Regions from separate parts of the Sus scrofa genome. Here region 1 is linked to region 2. A link is a contact called in public promoter capture Hi-C data. All regions are on one chromosome and are shown on one strand. The core of a region is the stretch at or near the end of the contact, and the rest is flanking DNA. Distances in the headings are between cores, read along the strand shown. Region 1 holds the start of AFF1 (AF4/FMR2 family member 1). Region 2 overlaps AFF1 (AF4/FMR2 family member 1).

What was found. Promoter capture Hi-C pulls out the DNA fragments that hold promoters and counts their contacts.
Region 1: a promoter capture Hi-C map of fetal liver shows a contact between it and region 2, with 2.7 times the contacts expected there. The contact joins the promoter of AFF1 here to the enhancer-like site in region 2. A contact is called at or near these places in 2 of 5 promoter capture datasets (fetal liver and liver), 19 of 47 Hi-C or Micro-C datasets (adipose tissue, alveolar macrophages, blood and 10 more) and 2 of 2 datasets of contacts at active chromatin or transcription factors (alveolar macrophages and skeletal muscle).

What each region holds. Positions count from the first base shown.
Region 1 is chr8:131,922,346-131,926,846 of Sscrofa11.1, forward strand. It overlaps AFF1 (AF4/FMR2 family member 1), which reads right to left and starts at 2,469. Exons shown (of 21, transcript XM_021101783.1): 1 at 2,211-2,469.
Region 2 is chr8:131,863,393-131,867,389 of Sscrofa11.1, forward strand. The region is part of intron 2 of AFF1 (AF4/FMR2 family member 1); the gene reads right to left. Among named protein-coding and RNA genes, the nearest start is that of AFF1, 59 kb to the right of the region's middle. Within about 2 kb of position 2,014, at least 3 of the 83 cell types and tissues checked have an H3K27ac peak or open chromatin away from gene starts, as enhancers often do. A contact at or near this core is called in fetal liver, where this site is marked.

The DNA.
Region 1 (4,501 bases), core at 1,219-3,718, 59 kb after region 2:
GCATGTGGATTCTGCATCTTGCAAGAGAGAGCAATGCTGAAAACCACCTGGGCTTTAACTCTTGCCATAAATTTTCAGTCTCTTGATGGTTTCTGTATTGTAAATTAACACTTTGGAGTCTTCAAAATTGCATTTTTACAAAGTTGAAGAGTTAAGCAAATGCCAAATAAACAACAGAAATTCAATTGCTACAGTGAATGAATAAGACATATGAACTCTCTTATGCAAGAGTTCATTTTCTCCCTGCAAATGGAAAGCAAAGAATTCACCATAACACACCTCCAGCTCCACATCCCAGCCTCATCATCCCTGTAAATTCCATTTAGAAAAAGGGGGGGGTGTCCTCAATATCTAAACTTTTTTTTTTTTTAAGATTTATGTCCCACTCTTCAATACCTCTTTGTTTTAAAGTGACCAAATCTGTCCCAAATCCTTTCTTTGGTTCCTCCTCTCCTAAATTAGCTGAATTCAAATGAAGCTTCCCAGTTTTAAATACTAGTTATCCTCTGCCTCCTCTCCCCACTCCTTGCATTCGCCTGGGACATAATCCCTTCCTTCTCTCCATTCCTCTTCTGCATACTTATCTTCAAATTCTACTTTCTGACACTGGTTAAGAGACACCACCTTCAAATGAAAGCAGGCGAACGACCCAGAATTTTCAACTCTCCTGTGAATTTATTTCCAGAACATCCACTCAAGGAACCCTTTCCACTAAAGATGAAAGGCGAGCTAAGGAAATACATTAGACAGAGGAAGTAAACATTGAAACAGGGCCATGCCTAGGTATTCTTAAGCCTCCGAGCAGAATTAGACTCCTGAGTCCAAAGGTCTCCCCCCCCCCCCCCGGCTTTTCTGAGACTTCTACCTCCACCGGGAGTCTGACACCACGTAGGTCAGGCAGAGGTGTCTCAGCACCGCCCCTACCTTCTACCACCTCTGCATGACCTTGCTCTAAAATAATCTTGCACAAGCAACACCCCCCCCGAACAAATTCTCAGGCCAGGTCCTTGCCCAAGGTTTCTGTGGCTCAGTTCCTGAGCCCTTTTACCTTGCACCCGTTTCAAGGAACACTGGGTCTTCGCCTTCACGTATGGCTTCGCCTTTAAAGTTTCAAATCTGGTCGCGTTTCTCGACGGTATGTCATCCCCCATGCCCACCCGCGCCTCCAACGTGCACCAACAGGGTTAAAATGACCGCACCCCATCCTTAAAAAAACAAAACTTCGTCTGCAAGGCCTTCCCCACCCCCACTCCACCCCCCAACAGAGAAGGGCTCCCGGAAGATTAGGACACATCTCCACTTCCAAAGCCAAGGGTCTTCCAGGGACAATTTGCATAACAATGTGGGGGCCGTGTAAGGAAACTGCTACAAGACTAACCTAGGAGGAAAGTATCAAGACCCCGGAAGGTCCCTCGCAGCTTCATTAACCTAACTACCAACACGTTAAAGTACGCTTCCTATAACTCGCTTCCCCCACGTAATTCGCCGACCCCGGCGCTCGCAAAGTCCGAGGGCTCGTGTGCCGCAGGCAGTGAGAGGATCAGACACCAAGAACAAACGATCCTCAAGGGAAATTAACCAGATCCATGTTCTGCAGACGCCGTTTCCCTCTGCGCCAGGAGCAAGTCTCAGAAGGTGTCTCCAACTTTTGCCCTCCGTTTCCGGAGGCTGCGGACCACCAGACACACCTCCATCCCAACCACCATTTGAAGGGACTGGCACCACTAATCTCTCTCTACTAGACGCAGGGGGGAGGGGTGACGGGGGGGGCGGAATGGAGGAGAGAAAAGCCCTGCTTTTACCTCCCAGAGAAACTTCTGGGACTCTTCCATTATGCAACCCGGGGACCAGGTTACAACAACCGAACATCTTTCCTCAAGACTCGGGGCGCACAGGCAGATGGTTGATTTTGGGGAGTGGGAGAGGGGGAGGAGGATAGGTCTCTGCCTGTGTTTCCCTCCCCAGTTTTTCTAGATGCTACCTGCTGGAGATTTCTAAGTAAGGGTGGTGCGAGCTCTGCGTCTCCTTCGCCCGTTCTCCCCGAAGGTTCCCACCGGAAAAGTGGGAACGCCAGCGACTTGAGTCAGCGTGCTGGGAAGCCGGCAGCGAGGAGGAAGAGAGCTTGGGCTTCCCAGAAGTCAGAGGCCGCGGCGTTCGGGCCAGGATGACCCACCCCCTCCCCAGCCCGGGGGGCGCAGGGTTCTGCTTACCTTCTAGACCCTTAGTCCTGCAGTCTCGGGTCGTGCGCCCTCGCCGCCCTCGCCCGCCCCGGACCTGATGTGGTCGGGAAGGGGCGCTGGTGCGGAGAGCGCCGGGGAGTGTGTGCTCCCGAAGCTGAGCGGCGGCTCGCGCCGGACCCCACTCCCAGCCGCGGAGGCGAGAACGCAGCTGTGCCAGCGACGCGCGCAGGCGGAGGCCGAGTGCGCAGGAGCCGCGCGCCCGTCCGCTAGCTGGCAGGCAAGCCGGGCTTGCGGGCGGCCCAGGAACGCCGGGGAGGCGAGGCCACGCCCTCCCGTGGAGGCCACGCCCCCAGCGCGCCTCCGCTCCGCCCGGGCCACGCCCTCCAGCTGGCACCGCCCAGACGGAAAGGAGCGGCGCGGCCCTCCCCGGGAGACCAGTGGGAGGTGGAGGGCGAGCCGTCTCTCCGGGTGGAATACCGCAGGGACCGCTCCGGCGGCCTGGGTGACCCTGTCCCGGGCTGGTTTGGGGCGCAAGAACCCTTTCGATTTACAGCGAGATTAAGCTTCGGGTCAAGTTGTGACTAAAAGTGTCAAGGAGTCTTTTTGCAGTCTCCTATGCAATTGAAACAGATTCTGCGTCCTTTAAAGGCGATGATAGCCAACATCTGGAGAGGGTTTTACGGTTTATAAAGGGCTTTTCACTCACACACAGGCCTGTCTCATCTTCACAACAACCTAATAAAACAGACATATTATTGCTGCCCTTTCCCAAATACTGAAACCGAAGAGCCGAAAATAAGTATTGTGCCCAGTGTCACAAGCTTCAAAGTGGCACGGGAAACCGGTCTCCTGCATCCAGCCTTTCGGTGGTTGTTCTCCAGCAGCCCAACCCCAGAAAATTCCAGTGGGTACTGGGGCTTTGGCAAACAGATCCAAACGAAGGGAAAGCTCATGTCTGGTTAAGTTGCTACCGGATCCCTTTTGTGAACACACCAAGGAAAGAACACATGCTGAGTTCTCTGCGTCATCGCACCTTCCTGCCTGAAGGAGAGGCGGAAAGATTACATCAAATGGCCCTGACAGGCTTTTCCCCAGTATCTTAATAGTTTTAAATGGGTGAAATAATTTGGATGAAAGAAATCACCTTACTCAAACGTAACATGATGTAAATGCAAATTAGTACCGTGTATGAAAATAACCCCCTTCGGATAAGGAACAAGGGCCTACTACATAGCTCAGGGAACTATATTCAATATCCTGAGATAAACCATAGGGAAAAGAATATGAAAAAGAATGTGTATACATATAACTGAATCGCTTTGCTGCACAACAGAAATTAACACACGGTAAATCAACTCTACTTCCATTTAAAAATTAAAAAAAACTCAGTGACAATAAATCCCCTAAGACAGACTACGAAAAAGAATTCCCTTTCATAGCCTCTCTCTTCTCCATTTCTCTTTCTTTCTTTTCTTTTTTGTGATTGTTGCTGTTGCTTTTCCCCCTCATCACGCCTTCACTGTCTGCTTGCACAGGGTTTGAAAACTAAGTGACAGATATTTGCATTTCCAAACTAAACTTGGCTGCTTGATAATTTCCCATGGATTGTTTTCCAAAATATAACTTTTCTCCCTACTCCCTATGCCCCCATGATGATACTGATTGGATTGACCTTAACAGCGAAAATAATCTATGCGCCCCTGGTGAGGCTTGGTGTGCCTCTGGATGAGAGCTAAGGAGGTCTTTTCCGGGCTGGGTGGGAAAGCAGTCACACCTGAGGACCCGTGTTTGTGCAGGTAAATGTTCCTAACAGGATTGACACCTATTCTAATCATAACACATATTTTCATCTTTTTGAGATGGCATAAACACATTTCATTGTCAATTATATATAAGCCTAGTCATAATTTATAATCTGAAAGTTTTTACTACTCCTGTCTAAAACGTTTTCCTTTGTTGTGTTCTTAATCCCATAATATCTCCTACTGCCTTCAAGCTGTAGTCAACTTAGTAAATGATGTTGACAGTGAAAGTTGGATCATTTTATTTTACTGCTTTTGGAGCTGAGGGATGTAATTGTGCAAAAGTTTTTTGTTGGAGATAATTTAGCTTTGTTTCAGAGAAGAGTTCATTCCATTTATAGGAATATTTTCAAGGCGATGTGCTGGGTGATGGACCATATCAGTGACAAAAACAGAACACCTGTTTTCATGAGAGTCCATGCCTTGCAGAAAGAAACGAGGAAATAAAAAATCCCAGTGCACGTCTCTGTTGATAAATTTCCATAAAGGTGGTAGCTTTTTTTATTTTTTTAAACTTAA
Region 2 (3,997 bases), core at 764-3,263:
AGCTGCCAGCCTACACCACAGCCACAGCAACTCGGGATCTGAGCCTCATCTTCGACCTACAGCACAGCTCACGGCAACACCGGATCCTCAGCTCACTGAGCAAGGCCGGGGATTGAACCTCCAACCTTACGGTTCCTAGTCAGCTTCGTTTGCGCTGCGCCATGACAGGAACTCCTAGACCATGCATCCTGACATAGTGTCTGTGAAGATGTGACCCCTGGCCTCGCTCGGTGGGTTAAGGATCAGGAGCTGCCATGAGCTGTGATGTAGGTCGCAGATGCAGCAGTTCCTGGGCCAGGGATCTAACTTGCACCACAGCTGCTATGGCTGCGATGTAGGCCAGCGGCTGTGGCTCCAATTTGACCCCTAGCCTAGAAACCTCCATGTGCCGCAGGTGTGGCCCTAGAAAAGACAAAAAAAAAAAGTTTATATTTTTTTTAAACAATTTTTTTTTTAATGGCCACACCCTCAGCATAGGGAAGTTCCCAGCCCAAGATCTGACTCCAAGCCATAGCTCTAGCAACACTGGATCCTTTAACCCCGGCGCAGGGCTGGGCATGGAACACCTGCCTCTGCAGCAACCTAGGCCGATGCAGTCTGATTCTTAACCCATTGTGCTATAGTGGGAACTCCAATTTTTTTTTATATTTAGGGCTGCACCCGAGTTATATGGAAGTTCCCAGGCTTGGGGTCGAATCAAAGCTGCACCTGCACACCTCTGCCACAGCAGATCCGAATTTGACCTACAACGAAGCTCGCAGAAATGCCAGATCCTTAATCCATTGAGCAAGGCCACAACAGGAACTCCCAACGAAATTTTAATTTAAGAAATAGAGGACAAAATCTTTCTAACATACCTTAAGTCAAAAAAAAAAAAATTTAACAAGTTCCCTTAATCAGAACTGTTAAATAATCATTCAATGTGTGCATTTACTCCACAATAGTCATTCAATGATTCTGATTTTCTACACACACTTTTTTTTTTTTTTTGCCTCCCCCCGCATGGCATGCAGAAGTTCCTGGGCCAGGGATCTAATCTGCACCACAGCAGCAACCATGACAGATCCTCAACCCACTGCACCATAAAAGAATTCCCAATTCTACCCTTTAACGGCGTTTTTGGTCTTAAAGTTACATAGGTTAAGTGTAAGAATTTTCACTTCATTTCAACGCGACATTGGTTAAGGAGGACACTGCAGAGATCACTTTGCCAAAAGAGGGGGGCTCAAGGTGCCAGGGGATGGCCTCGAACAAATCAGATACGAGAACAAAGGAGGAGAAAGAGGATGAGCATCACCACCCTGGGTGGGCAGAGATACCAGGGCGAACCGGAAAATAAGCAGCGCTGGAAACAACTGCCTCCCCCCTCGGCTGTGACCGCAACACAAAGCAGCGCCCACCTTGCTGGTTCTGAGAAAGTCCCCTTCTTCCCCAGATTTACTCCGTACTTTTCCGGTCCTCTACCATGATCTTCGAAGTGGGGGTGCATGGATGTCCTCAAGAGGGATGCCGTCAAAGGTTCGCAGAATTGATTTCCAGGTCCTTCATTCCCAAAGGCCCTTCGCTTCTTTCCCGAATCCAGAGCGCAGGCTTTCCTCCTACCTCCTCCCACGTGCCCCTTGCCCTTCCCTACAGGAAGGAGAAAAGCAGGCCCCTCATCCATCCCAAATCAATCTTGCAAATGTAATTCGCTCCAGGGTGCAAATACCTCTGAGGTCCCAAAGGAACGGTTCTAGGTTCTGGTTCTAGGTTCTGCGTAGGACAGTCCCTGAGCGCCAATCAAGCATCGCTCCTGGGTGCCTGTTACAGACATCCAGCCAACCCGCCCGGAGCAAGACCCTGCCTCACCAATCCGGCTGTGTTAGGATTAGGAAACGGAGTTGGAAACTTTCTCTGCTGTGACTGAGCTTTGAGGAGACAGCCTTGGGGTTGTTCACCCCACGCAACGAGCAACAATCTTTAAGACTATACTGCCTGACGTCATCTCTTCCTTCACCCAAGGTCTTTTTCTCATATCTTCTCTTTGTCATCAATAAAACATCCTTCCTCCCCCTCCCAATACCCCTGCCCAACCAGACCAGAGACTTCTTCTCGGCCTATTGACAAATTCAAGTTTGCCCAACAGGTGAACGAGCAGGATGCTATGGGACCTTCCCAGGACAGACTCTTCCCCCGAAGCCTCTGCTTTAGCTCCTCTCTGGAGTACCTAGATAATAGTATCTGACGCATATTTCCTAAGATGTTTTGCAGCTGCTAAAACCCTCCACCAAATGGAAGAAATTAACTACTTGATGACCAGACCCTAGGGGCTCCTGAAGATAGTGCGAACCCCCGTGACACTGGCCTGTTACCTCGCCATCAACCAGAGACCTTCGCATCAACCAGAGACCTGCGCACGAGCTGATCACACGCCCTGGGACGCCCCTCCCTCACCTGCCCTTTAAAAAGGCTTTGCTGAAACCCTTCAGGGAGTTTCCGGGTTTTTTGAGCAGGAGCCACCCATTCTCCCAGCTCTGCCCTTTGATAAACCTTTCTCTCCTCTAAACTCCAACTTTGTTTGGCCTCACCCTGAGGGGGGGGTCACACCACAAGAATTCGGTAACAAACACACTTCTTTTTTAAATAGTCCTTTTTATTTATTTTTGGCCACACTCAGAGGCATAGGGAAGTTCCTAGGCCAGGGATAGAATCTGAGCCACAGCTGCTCCTACACCACAGCACTGGGCCTGGGATCAAACCCGCACCTCAGAGGCCACCTGAGCTGCTGCAGAGACAGTGCCAGATCCTTAAGCGGCTGGACATCACAGCAGGAACTTCTGGAATGATTTTAGATGTACAGAAAAGTTGCAAAGAATTCTCACATACCTCCCTAGCCAGTCTCCCCATGTTCACACCTTAGAGTACTACTTGTCATTTGTCAAAACCGGGACACATTAGAATATTACCATGAACTGGAGTTCCTGTCGTGGCTCAGTAGTTAACGAATCCGACTAGGAACCATGAGGTTGCGGGTTCGGTCCCTGGCCTCACTCAGTGGGTTAAGGATCCGGCGTTGCCGTGAGCTGTGGTGTAGGCTGAAGATGCAGCTCGGATCTGGCGTTGCTGTGGCTCTGGTGTAGGCCCATGCCTACAGATCCAATTCGACCCCTAGCCTGGGAACCTCCATATGTCGTGGGTGCGGCCCTAAAAAGACAAAAAAAAAAAAAAAAAAAAAAAAGAATATTACCAAGAACTAGACTCTAGACTTATCTTAATTTCCATGAATGTTCTCTTTCTGCTCCAATCCAGAGTATCACACATGACATTGTGTGACAGTTTCTCAGTCTTTCCTGGTTTTTTATAATCTTGACAGTTTTGAGGACTTCTGGCCAATATCCCCCCATCCGGGTTTGTCTAATGTTTTTCCCTTCAAGGCAAGGAAGGAATTAATATTCCACCTCCTGGGGGGTGGTAGTATCTATAACAGAGCATCTGGAATCCTTCTGTAAGAAATTCTCCATTGCTTCTCCATTCATTAATGTATTTGATCATTTATTTATATCAGCATGGCAAACATTCACAGCTATTTATCTTTTGGGCTATAATCCAATACCATTCGATTTCTTTCACTGCTCAAATTGCTCCAGCCCTGGACACCGGGGGCTCTTCCCTGTTACCTTCTCGTCCCTTTTTTTTTCCCCCCTTTGTCTTTTGAGCACTTCCTTACTTTCTGGTACTAGAAGATGTTCTGGGCTCACCTCCTATTTTCTTTTTTTTATTTTTTTTATTTTCCCACTGTACAGCAAGGGGGTCAGGTTATCCTTACATGTATACATTACAATTACAGTTTTTCCCCCTCACCTCCTATTTCCTTTACCCCAGTTCTAGAATCAGCCATTTCTCCCACTTTTCACTCTTATCTCTCCTAAAACTACTGCCCACCCTCCTGCTATCACAGCTAAGCTTCCTAAACCAAGAACGATCTGCTCCTTGGAAGCTCTCTCCTCTATGGGCTTCC